Linked DNA regions of Mus musculus: regions 1 and 2 are each linked to region 3. A link is a contact called in public Hi-C and promoter capture Hi-C data. All regions are on one chromosome and are shown on one strand. The core of a region is the stretch at or near the end of the contact, and the rest is flanking DNA. Distances in the headings are between cores, read along the strand shown. Region 1 holds the start of Rbpj (recombination signal binding protein for immunoglobulin kappa J region). Region 2 holds the start of Fastk (Fas-activated serine/threonine kinase). Region 3 holds the start of Ppat (phosphoribosyl pyrophosphate amidotransferase).

The links. Promoter capture Hi-C pulls out the DNA fragments that hold promoters and counts their contacts. A called contact is a pair of places that touch in the nucleus more often than the background predicts.
Region 1: a contact with region 3 is called in a Hi-C map of CD4 T cells, with 10 times the contacts expected there. The contact joins the promoter of Rbpj here to the promoter of Ppat in region 3. A contact is called at or near these places in 1 of 39 promoter capture datasets (cranial neural crest) and 1 of 484 Hi-C or Micro-C datasets (CD4 T cells).
Region 2: a promoter capture Hi-C map of pre-B cells shows a contact between it and region 3. The contact joins the promoter of Fastk here to the promoter of Ppat in region 3. A contact is called at or near these places in 3 of 39 promoter capture datasets (cranial neural crest, maxillary cranial neural crest and pre-B cells).

Annotation. Positions count from the first base shown.
Region 1 is chr5:53,588,329-53,592,506 of GRCm38.p6, reverse strand. Rbpj (recombination signal binding protein for immunoglobulin kappa J region) reads right to left here and starts at 2,021. Exons shown (of 11, transcript NM_001080927.2): 1 at 1,783-2,021. The coding sequence starts at 1,802.
Region 2 is chr5:24,443,712-24,447,643 of GRCm38.p6, reverse strand. Fastk (Fas-activated serine/threonine kinase) reads left to right here and starts at 2,409. Exons shown (of 10, transcript NM_023229.2): 1 at 2,409-2,578; 2 at 3,339-3,749. The coding sequence starts at 2,497. It overlaps Tmub1 (transmembrane and ubiquitin-like domain containing 1), which reads left to right. Exons shown (of 3, transcript NM_022418.3): 2 at 692-1,110; 3 at 1,371-2,181. The coding sequence starts at 725. The coding sequence ends at 1,722.
Region 3 is chr5:76,949,144-76,953,492 of GRCm38.p6, reverse strand. Ppat (phosphoribosyl pyrophosphate amidotransferase) reads left to right here and starts at 1,915. Exons shown (of 11, transcript NM_172146.2): 1 at 1,915-2,536. The coding sequence starts at 2,409. Paics (phosphoribosylaminoimidazole carboxylase, phosphoribosylaminoribosylaminoimidazole, succinocarboxamide synthetase) reads right to left here and starts at 2,191. Exons shown (of 9, transcript NM_025939.3): 1 at 1,658-2,191. The coding sequence starts at 1,673. It overlaps LOC115486295 (a long non-coding RNA gene), which reads left to right and starts at 2,543. Exons shown (of 2, transcript XR_003955939.1): 1 at 2,543-4,349.

The DNA of each region.
Region 1 (4,178 bases), core at 772-3,271, about 23 Mb after region 3:
CCTAAATTATTTCAACCCTGATGCAGTAATTCAGGCCATTAGTATACAATATCCTACACCACACCCCCAGACTTCACCCAAGCTTTTAACATTACCATAACAATAAGAGCTGAAAACAACTTAATGCTCAAGTAACATAAGGAAGTACCTTTTAAGATAACCAAACTGAAAGCTACCAGTCTTTAGACTGCCCGTAATTAATGTATCCCACAAAGATCCTCAAAGCAGTATTCATCAAACCAAAACTACACTCTGCTCTTTGGCACCTGATTCCCAACGTCGGAATAGGAGTTGCCACACATCCACAGAAGTAAAAATCACAAACTACACACTCAAACTGCAAATTCAAACAACCATAAATGGTAAACTCATTTAAATTATGAAGAAGCAAGCCATTGATCAAATTCCCAAGCCAGATGTCTCCGAAAAGTCATTAAAACTGTAGATACAAATTCCAGGGGAAAAAAAAAAAGATAAACTTCATCAGCCCAACATTCACAAGTTTACAACATCAAAATTCACTCACCTCCTATTCACATCAAACGCACATCCACTGCGAATATCTGAAACTATTCTCCATCACCAACAGGGGGTGGGGTGGGGGGGTGGGAAGTACCTTTGAGCCTACTTCTAACAGTCTTAAAATATACCCTTCCATTAGCCCTCAGGTAACCCAGGTGCAAGGCTACTGCGGATGCCCTTGGCCTGGGGCCGTCAGAAGCCAATGATGGGGACGGCAATAACCATCAAGAAATCGAGATCCTTTTCCAGCGCTACTCTTACCAAGCAAAACAATCACGGGCCCAGAAAGATGGCAAAGAAAAGTGGGGTCGTTTTAATCCCAAGAGAGGGGCGCATAGGGGTGGGTAGGGGTGTGATCCCGAGAGAAATGGGTGCGAAGGAAGAAAGGAGGGGCGCGGAAGGAGCAAACTTAAGTATCTCAAGCATCTCCCAGACTCAAACAACAAAAGCAAACCCTAGAGTCTGTGCGCACTTAGAAGCACCAGATGGAGTCCCCGGGGTTGAGACAGTTCAACAGACAGACACAGTGGGCAGCGGATAAATCAGGCAGTGACGCGAGGGGAAGGGGATGCTAAGAGAATGAGACACTACATAGGGGAGACAAAGCCTTGGGGGGGGGGGGTGAGGACCAAAGAGAAAAAGGTGAGAGGGGATACACACGAGAAAGACAATGGAAGAAAGAGAACGGCAGTAATCTGGTGCCAGGGCTATGGCAGGTCACCCAGCTACTGAAGAGAGGGATACAACAAAGGGGCACGGGAGGAGGGACAGCGGGCGGAGTGGAGGTGCAGACGGGATGCGGGGCGCGCAGCGGCTCCCACAGAGAGCCTAAGGCGGCGAAACAAAGGGCTGGGGGCAGAATCGCGGGGGGCAGCGCACACAGACAAAGCGCTCCGGCGCCCAGGGCAGCGGCTGGGAGGACAGGCGACGCGGGCCACGCACGGGGAACAAAGCTGCGCCGGGATCCCCGCCAGGCCCGCCGAGGGGGGCGCGCGCCGGGCACGGTGCCTACGGCCCCGCGCGCCGGCCGCACTCCGCCCGCAGCCGCCGGCCTCGCCACCGCCCGCCCTCACGCGCCCGGAGCCCGCTCCACCGCGGCGCACGGGCGAGCCCCGCACCGGCCCGCGCCATCGCGTCGCCGCCCCGCGCCGCCTCCCGAGGCCCCGGCGCGCCGCGCGGCCCCGGCCCGCCGCCTGCCGCCGGCGGTCAGACGCCCGCAACTTTCCCGGTTCCCAGCACTCGCTGCCCCCTCAGACTTACCCTGTCACAACAGGCGCCATCTTCCACAAACTCTCGCCAAAACTCCAACCCTCGCGAGATTCCCCCCGCCGCCTTTCCCTGCTCCTCTCCCCCGCCCCTTCCCTCGGCCTCGCCGATCGCTGCCACCCGGCCCCCGCGCCGTCTTTCCCCGCTTCGCCGCCGCCGCCGCCGGGAGCCAGCCGCCTCGCGCCGCCCGCGGACTAAGGGATCTGCTCACTGCCTTTCCCTAGAAACCTACCCCGCCGATGGAGCATGCGCAGGCCGCTCCTCCGCGGACAAGCCCTCCGAGTAGTCCATGGGGAGCGCTCCGGTTATCCGGGTTTTGGGACGCGCCCTCGGGGACGTACGTGGAGACTGAGGAAAACCGGAGGGCATTACTACGGGGACCGGGACTGGAGGGGTCAGGAGGCGGGGCCCCGGGGCCGGGAGGAGGGGTCCTGGGAAAATGCGAGCGTCTCACAGGCCTAGAGGAGACGCCTCCTCGAGTGGGTGTTTTCCAAGTGGCTTCCCGCTCGCCGCGGGTTCCCAGCCTTTTTCATTCATTCCGACGTTCACTGGACACCTCCCTTATGCTAATCTCAGTATCAGGTGCCGGAGCGGCGGAGATCGGGACAGAGCCCCGGTCCCCGGTGACCTGCCAGCGACTGTCTCCATTCATTTGCTCCCGCACGACCCGCACACGCGGCGAGACAGGCGTGATCGCCGCGTGAGCTGACCCTTCCCAAGAGCTCTGCAGGGGAAAAGCATTAGGGGATAAGCTCTGTGCCTTTCGCCGCTTCTCCCCGATGCGAGCTGGGGTCATCCCGAGGTCAGCCTCGCGCAAAGGTGTCCCCCCTAACCCCCCGATGTTCACTTTGCACCCACACGTCAGAGCCCCGAATGGTTGTCCCCAGAGCCACCACTACAAGCCCGGGCACTTGGGAGCGAGCTACCCGCCCAGCTCCGACTGCCTGGGGAACTCATGGCAGCAGCCAGCTTGCAGGATGTAGGTGTGGGTGCAGACGTGTAGGTAACTGCCTAGAAACAGCTCCTCCGGCGGTGGCCCGATGCTGTCGCCCGATGCTTGTCTTGCCTGGGACACCTCTCGGCAGGTGGTGGCCCGAGACCTGTCCCTCCGGTCCCCTACCTGCTGATCCTCCCTGCTCCCCCCCCCCCCCCTTCCCGGCCCTTTGCTTTCCAAGAGATTTCCCAGCTCCTGCATTGCCTGCCTCCCGCAGGGAGCCACAAAAAACCCGGAGAACTGGATCAGCCCGCCCGAGACCCGCTCCGGAGCGCCGCAGGATTGGCGCGGCGCGCTCGCGCCACTGCGCATGTGCGCAATGCGGGCAGCCGGAGTCTCACGCTACACCTCCTCCCGAGCGCCTTCCACCGCTCGGCTCAGACACAACACGGGCCGTGGGAAATTTCCTAAGCCTCGCGAGAACGCGCTCTCCTACCCACCCCGCGGGCGGCTGGGCGTGCGCCCTACATCGCGCAGAGCCGGGGCCCCGACAGGTGTTCGTCCCGTGCGGCTCCCGGGACGCGGAAGGCAGGGTCCGACAGGCGCCCGCGAGGCGGGGCGGGGCGGGGCGGTGGGCGCGTGGCGGGGAGCGGCGGGCTGAGGCCGCCCCGGCACACTCACGCACGCGCCGGGGAGGCTTCCTGTCGCCCTCCCGAGCCTGGTACTTTCCTGAAATGTGACAGACGTGGTGCCCCCCGCCTCCGGGAGCTGTCAGCCAGCCCCGTGTCGGCTTTGAGTCATGCATCTGAGTCACCTAGTCTGGCCTCCACTTCACTTGCTCTACAACAAGTTTGGATTCCCTTAACTATTCTAGCAATGGTTGGTTTGGGGTTTTTTTGTTTGTTTGTTTGTTTTGTTTTTGTTTTGTTTTTTGTTTTGTTTTGTTTTCCTTTATAGTGTCTTCGATGGCTTTGTGAGCCGGCAAGGCTCCGGGAAAGCTGAGCTTAGCGATCTCAAACGTTTGCATTGTGGTACGAGAACACGATTTAAATAGCTTCCCCTTAGTCTGTTCCTAGCCTTTAAAGGAATCCTACATACATACCAGTTTCTGTCTCCCCTCCCCCCCAGATGACTTAAAACGCCAGTTTTGTTTCCTTCCTCTTTCTATTCTTTTGTAGCAAGCATCCCGTTCTAGGTACTGTTTCATCAGATACGTTAGTGGCTGCTGTTCTCCACGCACCCTTTTTGAATTCATTTACTTGCCCAAGAGCTGTCAGAACCCTTCTTCACTCTGCCACTTTTCAGATTGGCGTGGTGCTGTGTAGGACTAGTGTCTTGCTAGCATCATGCACCCACAAATGAAGACTGGGTTTTGACATTTAAAGGACAGTGAACCCTCTAATAGCTAATGTCTCCTGGTTGAAATAAAGCTTTGCTTACTGAAGGTTTGTTAAGG
Region 2 (3,932 bases), core at 1,160-3,659, about 53 Mb after region 3:
TGGGAGGAGTGATGGAGTAGTCGTGGGGAGGGCTAGGTCTAGGTTCTCCCCGAGGGATCAAGGGTCTGGAGACCTCTGGGTTTGGAGCCCAGGAGGCGCTGGGAGACTGCTGCGGGGTGGGCTTTGGGTGGACCCGAGAAGGTGCCGAGCTGAGTAGACAACTCCCAAGACTCCAGATTGGCCAAGGGTGGAGTTTGACATTTGGGGTTGTCTAGGAAGCTTTGGGAAGTGGTCTTTGTTGTGGGTGGGGTTTGGGTAAATGGTAAGGGGGAGGGCAGGGGGCTAGAGAGACACTTTTATCAGAGAAACTTAAGCGACAGGGCATCAGATGAGCTTTGCTATAAATAGGTGAAGGAGTGAACTTTGGGATGAAGTGAACCAAAGAATAGGTAAGCTTCTGGGTAAAGTTTGATGAAGGTTACATTTAAGGAGAGGGTTGCTTAGAAAAGCAAGGCCCTTTCTTGAACGTAAGGTTTCGGTGAATCGGGTGCTGAATGAAGATCTAGAACTCAGATAGCAAAGCTAGCACTTGGAATCTGGTGATGGGAAGGGACGTTACCCAAAAGCCAAGTTTGGGACTACAGGATGCTGCATCCTGGGTGCGCAAGCACACACAATAACTAGGACAGTTGAAGTTGGAATGACTTCTGACCAGGAAGTAGCCCCTCACCAGTTCTTTGCACCTCTCTAGCTCCTTAGCACCTCTGGCAGCAGCACGGGTGCCATGGCCTTGATTGAAGGCGTAGGCGATGAGGTGACTGTCCTTTTTGCGGTGCTTGCTTGCCTTCTGGTGCTGGCCCTCGCCTGGGTCTCAACACATACCACTGAGAGTACAGACCCCCAACCACAGCCGCCGGGGACCACAACACCAGCACAGCCCAGTGAAGCCATGTCAGCCTCTGACAGCATCAGAGAGGAGGCCCCAGGGGCTGAGAGTCCCAGCCTGAGACACAGAGGTCCATCTGCACAGCCAGAGCCTGACACAGGGGTCACAGCATCAACACCTCCAGACTCTCCGCAGGAACCCCTACTTCTACGGTTGAAATTTCTCAATGACTCTGAGCAGGTAGCCAGGGCCTGGCCTCAGGACACCATTGGCTCCTTAAAAAGGTAAGCTGGGAAGAGGGTAAGAACAAAATGCTAAAAATGGGGTGGGTGTCTATAGAAGGGTCACCCTATGAAGCTCTCCCTTATTTTCTGTTTGAAAAATCTGTCTCCTCACATTATACACCATTCCTGTTAATCTGTCCCCCAGAGGCCAGGATCTGGGTGGTCAGGTGTAGGGGTGGTGAAAATTGGGATTGGTCCTCTGAACAATGGGCCAGGACTGCCTGAGGCCTGCTCTCTTACCCAGGTCCCTCTCTCCTCAGGACCCAGTTTCCAGGCCAGGAACAGCAGGTTCGGCTCATCTACCAAGGTCAACTGCTAGGAGACGACACTCAGACACTAGGCAGTCTCCACCTGCCCCCCAACTGCGTTCTCCACTGCCACGTGTCCACGAGAGTCGGTCCCCCACATCCTCCCTGCCCACCGGGGTCAGAGCCCGGCCCCTCCGGGCTGGAAATCGGCAGCCTTCTGTTGCCCCTGCTGCTTCTGCTGCTGCTCCTGCTCTGGTACTGCCAGATCCAGTACCGGCCCTTCTTTCCCCTGACCGCTACCCTGGGTCTGGCCGGCTTCACCCTGCTCCTCAGTCTCCTGGCCTTTGCCATGTATCGGCCGTAGTGCCTCCACGGGCTTTTGGCAGTGTAGCCAGCCCCTCTGGACCTCATTCCCCAAGGCGCAAAGGGAGCTGCTGTCTGCCCAGGCCCACTTCACCCGCTGCCTGTCTTTTCCCACTACCCTGGAGCCCAGCTTTGCGCCGCAGAGGACTTCGGGTGTTAGCGGAGGCCGCTCCGTGTGATCTTCATAGCTCTAGGCCATCTCCTGGGGCTGCTGGACCTCAGCCTTCGCTGGCAGTGGGCTCTTCTGGATCAGGCACTTGCTGTCGCTGCCTTGGCCGCCAGGGCACCCCAATGGGCCCATCTTAGTGTGCTGACAGAGGATCTAGATACTTCTAGTTTCAAAGAGCTGCCTAGGCTGAATTGGAAACTGGTGGACTGGGAGACTGGTGAAGGGGAATCGAGAGGGGCAGAGTTGTTTTCTGGAATTTGTGCAGATTAAAGAAACTGTGACGTTTTCCTACCCAGTGTGTCTGTGTGTTGCTTGAGGGTGGGGAGCCCTTGTTCTACGAGAATGGAACCTGCCCTAGGTCCTGAGTGCTCAAGCTACCCCAGGGCTGGACAGAGGACCGCCACTCCCGGCACCTTTCAGCGCAAGCTCTGTGGCCCCGCCCCCGCGACGTGCGCATTTCCCGGAAGCGGAGGGCGGGGCTCGCGGCTCCTCTGCTCGCAGCGCCTGCTGGGAGCCACGTCTCCGCCGCCCTGGCGCTGGACTGCGATTGGCGTCTGGGGGCGATCCGGGGGCTGCTGGGAAGATGGCGGACTCGGTGGCCCGCTGATGAGGAGGCCGCGGGGGGAGCCCGGCTCCCGGGCCCCAAGACCAGCTGAGAGAGTGACCTACGCGGGGCCCGGGGAGTCATGTAGGGTGGCGCCTGAGGGGCGGACCTCGGGAGGGCGGCGGGAGCTGGTGTTAGTGGTGGTGACCACGGGCTGCTCGCCTCTTGGGGCCGGGACAGGGTGTGGGGGCCCCTCCCGCGGACAGCATCAGCTCCGCGCCTTGGCAGATAGCTCACTCGGGCTCGGCGCGCGCCCCGCGAGCTTGCGCTGTGTTCTCATTTCACTAGTGAGGAGGCTTAGGCAGAGAGGCGAAGACATTAGTTCAAGGTCACGCAGCTGGTAAGTGGGAGCGCCCAGCATGGGACCCAGCACCGGCCCGCTACTGAGCCTGCGTTCCACCCACCCCGCCGCCGCCGCCTCCTGCGGGACGGGGAGGTGGTCTTCAGGGCTCATCGCCCGGACCACCGGGGCTCCCAGGCTGGGTGCGACCACTAGCCCTGTGAATGACCTCAGGCTTAACCTCTCCGCCGCTCTGGGCCTGTTTCTCCGCCTGAGAAATGAGGTAACAGCCCTGAGACTCCTCATCAGCTTGCACGGAGCATCGAAGGCGATATGCATGTGAAATGTGAATAGAATTGCACTGAGCACACTTAAAGAATTAGGGTTTCTGTGTCAAGGAATGGGAGAAGAGGGGCAGACTGGGTAAGAATACCAGGGCAATCACACGGGATTTTTTTTTTTTTTAAACTTCAGGCCCTTTGGATGGGGAGTCAGGTAAGGACTAGATAGCATATTTTTCCCCTTGGAGGAAACCTCACCTGGTTTTCTGGGCCACCCCCTCAGGGTCTCCACCACCCAGCTCCATGCTTCGAATCCTGCTCTCTGCCCAGACTTCCCCTGCTCGGCTGTCTGGTTTGCTGCTCATCCCACCAGTACAGCCCTGTTGTTTGGGACCCAGCAAGTCCGGGGACCGGCCTTTTGGAGGAGGCCCTGTGCAAGGCCTTCAACGGCTTCTGGAACAGGCACGGAGCCCTGGGGAGCTACTGCGATGGCTGAGCCAGAACCCCACCAAGGTGCGAGCTCATCACTACCCTGTGGCACTCCGGCGTCTGGGCCAGCTCTTGGTGTCTCAGCCTAGGCCCTCTCCTGTGGAGCAGGCCACACTGCAGGACTTGAGTCAGCTCATCATCCGAAACTGCCCCTCCTTTGACGTTCACACCATCCATGTGTGTCTCCACCTTGCAGTGTTACTTGGTGAGGAGGGTATTGGAAGGTGTGGGTGTTTCGGGAAGAATAGAGGAAGAGAGAGCAGTAGAGGACCCAAGCCATTGATAAAACTCATGTTCCCATTCACCTCCCCAAGCACATTTGCTGATTGCTCTCTGTATCCATGGTGGATGTCCAAGTCAAGCAGCATCTTTCTAACTGCCGGGTACT
Region 3 (4,349 bases), core at 666-3,165:
CTGAGTTCAAGGCCAGCCTGGTCTATAAAGTGAGTTCCAGGACAGCCAGGGCTATACAGAGAAACCCTGTCTTGAAAACAAACAAACAAAACAAACAAACAACAACAACAACAAAAAACCCTAAATACACTATTCCAACCTACTTGCCTTTGGGTATCTAAGATTACAATTCTAATTAGCACTAAATAAATGTAATTTTTTTCCCTCAACTACGCTAAATTTGATTCTGGTTGACATTGGTGATAAATAACTTGTCTAATATTTCCACTATAGTTCAGTGAGGTAAAAGATGAATATAGCCATCTTCCTAACTTAATGTTTAGAAGAATTAACAAAGTTTAAAAAGCCCCTCATGGTCTAACTCCAGTTTTGAGCTGTAAATTTCCTTTCTGGAACTCTAACTTCCTTAATGTTTGTGTCCTCTTGAAAATCTCTATACTCAGCCTGACCCACTGTTGCCTTCTATCTAGTTCATTACTAACTCATTAGCTATGTAGATTTAACCCAAGAACCATTGGGCTGCTAAATACTAAAGAGCAACAGACACAAGATACTGATTTAATATGGGAGACACGAGTTTTAGTCAATACTTGATCCAAATTCAGTTCACAGCAGTTACACTGGGTGGCTCATGTGTACTCCTGCTTCAAGACAGGCCCTGGCTTCTGTGCATCTGTACTCAAGTGCACACAACCACGGATACAAAACCAACAAAGTAAAATAGAAGCCAGAGAGATTGCTCAGCAATTAAGAACACTCCGATGTTTTACAGTGCACCCAGGTCCAGTTCCCAGAATCTATAGGGTAGTTTACAGCCATTCAAAATTAAACTATAGATATGAACACCTTCTTCGGACCCTTGTCAGCACAGGGCCACATCAGATGTGGGGAAGAGGTTAGATTCTAAGATTTTTACTAGTTTAGAAGTACTGGCGCTGTGGATTGTCTCAGAAAAAGTCTGGCCCTAATTCCCAATTTTATGGAGCTGTACTACCTATAAACTTCAGGGTGGTTTTCATAGGTGGGAAAGAATGTTGGAGTGCCCACAGGATCTGCTTCCTTATTAATCTAGAAACTTGTGTTGTTCCAAGACAGTGTTTTGTTAGTGGATAAAGTAACTTTGCACTCTCCACACCCATATCCTAAGGGTGTTACTAGCCCACGCCCACAATCCCAAATTCCAGGGATTGCAAAGAAGCATCTGATCAAAAAATTTTGGACCTGTTTTCAAACACTTTAAACTACGAAACTTGCAGTAAAGGAGATTATTGGCATATTAACTTTACCAGAATAAACAAAAACCCTGATAGATTTTCTTGGTTGTTTATCTGCTTATTACAAGGTTTCTAGGCACTTGGTTAGTTTCTGGCCATTTCACCTTCAGAGTACTTTCCCACTCTGCTACTTTCCTTCCCGTCCCGGGGCCTTCTTTTGGCTATTTAAATAGGCTCTGGGTGCTTAAGAGTTTAACGCACGTCTTCCAGCGCCTGGACCATGTGTGCAGGCTCCGGGCCCCAGGCGCCGTCTTGGGGAACCCGATCAGGCACTTTGTCGGAAGGCCTGCATCCGACCTCGGGGCCGCACGTGTATGCGTCAAGCCTGCTAGCTCTCTGACGGAGGGCTGGGGGACCCTAGGGTCCGAAAGCAAGTTACTCACCTACGGCTGTCGCCATTATCCGAGGTGAACTAGAGGAGCAGACCGCGCGGGAAAAAAGGGCAGTGTTCTGGAAAACAAGGGCGACCACAGGATCAGAGGGCGGGAAAGGGAGGTGCAATATCAAGGACACGCCCTAGCCCCACAGCCCACCGGCGAACCCGAAGTACCGGGCTGGCTGTGCTTGGGGCTGGAGTCGTGTCCCCAGGCTTCCCGCCGCGCAGGCGCGCTGACGCGACCCCGCTTCCGGGCGGCCCCTCCCCGCAGGCAGCCAAAAAGTGGCGCGCATGCTGCAAGGCCCCCGCTGGCCGGAGAGGTTTCTGGGTTGGAGCGGACCAAGTCCTGACGGCCGGGGGACGGCGTGAGACCAGGGGGCACGAACGGCTCAGGTTTTCTGAGGGACCCACGCGATCAGCTGCGCCACTCTCATCACCTACTCCTTGGGCGCGGGAAAATAACGGAGCCTCCCACGTGCAGAGAAAGTAGCGATCCTGACCTCGGCCTCCTCCCCACCTCTTTGACTCCGTAGCCCCGCCCCTCTCTTTGCCCTAGCTGATTGGCGGAGAGCGGGAGGCAGAACTGGTCACGCCCCTTCTATGAAGCGCGCCGCCGCAGTAGCGAGAACCTAGCCCGCCCGGGAAGGAGGCAGTCAGTAGCGCGAGCCTCTTGAGGCGTTCGATAGCGGAGCGGACAGCTGGTTGGTGCTTGGACCACGCCGCGGCAGCAGGTCCCTCCACGTGCTTTCCGAGGCGCCATGGAGCTGGAGGAGTTGGGGATCCGCGAGGAATGTGGTGTGTTTGGGTGCATCGCTTCTGGAGACTGGCCCACGCAGCTAGATGTGCCGCATGTGATCACTCTGGGACTCGTGGGGCTACAGCACCGGTGAGCAACAGGATGGAGGGGTGGGGGTGGAATGGCAAGTATTTGCACAGTTCCACGAGCCGCTTCCCAGCTCTGTGCTACGGGGAACGCAAGACAATGAGGGTGGATCATGACTGGGAAGGGGGGATCAGGGCTAGGAGGGTGAATCTCGAGAATCAAGTCAAGTACCTACTCAGGATATTGACCAAGTGGGGGTGGGGTACACTTTGCCTGCATAGACTTTAACTTAGGCTGTCGCGTTGCTCCCGAGTGCTCTTTACAGGTTAGCTCCCAAGAATGTGCATCTCTCGTCGCGGGTTAGTTACTCTGGAGTTTGCTTTCACTAGCCAGGTTGGGAAGGGACCGTTCAGATCTCCTTGAAACTAGAACTGTTCTAGAGATAAGCTTCTGTAGGGTGGTGGTGCTGAAGGTCCTGCAACACTTGAAGGTTTTTCTATTTGTTGTTGTTTTGCACGGGGCCTCCTGCTTGCAAGAGCTTTGTTTGCAAGGGCAGAGCTACTGAGCAGATTTGTCAGCCTGAAAGCAGTTAGAGGTTTGGAGATCGTGAGTTTAAAAGTAGTTATAGCTATGAGAAATTGGGAGATGCCTTTGGGGCAAACAAAGAAAAAAAGACCTTTGCCTCCATAATTTGTTTCTTGACTTCACTGACAGTATTATGGAAATAATACAAACTAGGGTTTTGTCTCTCTTCAAAAACTATTCTATCACGGAGTTTTACAATACAGTAGCAACAATGTCTAGACCAGAGCTGGGCAGTAACCCTTTTTATCAATGTGGGTGCTACATGCATCACTAATGATTATTCTTACCAGACTTAGCCTAGAAGTTGTCCTTTTGCAGAGTCTTATTTGACATTCTACATACTCCGCATACATTTATTTAAAAAAAAGCATCTGGGGCCACCCTGTGGTGGCGCATGCCTTTAATCCCAGCAACTGGAAGGCAGGGGCAGGTGGATTTCTGAGTTCTGAGGCCAACCAGGTCTAAAGAGTGAGTTACAGGACAGCCCGGGCTATATATACAGAGAAACCCTGTCTTGAACCCCCCTCCCCCCAAAAAAATTGTTTTGAGAATGTGTGTATGTATATGGTGTAGGGGACTATGTTTTTTGTTGTTTTGTTTTGTTTTTTAAATTAGTTACAACTTGCTGGGTGCAGTGACTAGCTCAAAGCACTGGAGAGGTCTGCAGAGGCAAACTGATCTGGAGCTTTTGAGGCTACATAGCAAATCCTAGGCCTGCCATAGCTACAATGAGGCCCTGTCTCGATAAACAAACAAACTACAACTTATTCTTAGTGACTTGTCACTATGTTATTATGTTTCCTATACTTACTTTTTTTGTTTTGTTTGTTTTTTTGAGACAGTTTCTCTGTGACTGGCTGTCCTGGAACTGAGTTGGCCTTGAACTCAGAAATCCGCCTGCCTCTGCCTCCCCAGTGCTGGGATTAAAGGCGTGCGCCACCACTGACCAACCCTATACTTGCTTTTATATGAGAAAGCTATAAGATTAGATAAGGTAAGGACAATAAAGATAAGATGTGTTAGTGAATGGATTGTATTTTATAGTAGAGTTCATAATATCAGCCCTGGCAAACATAGCAAGACTAGTCTACCAAAAGAGATTGACTTTATTAGGATAACTTAACTAAACCAAGCAAGCCTTTGGTAGGAGACTAGTGTTGAAAATATGACTGTGGGTTGTTTTGTTTTTTTCTTTTTCTCTTTTTGTTTGTTTGTTTCTTTTTTTGTTGTTGTTGTTTTTGTTTATTGAGACAGGGTTTCTCTGTGTAGCCCTAGCTTTCCTGGAACTCAC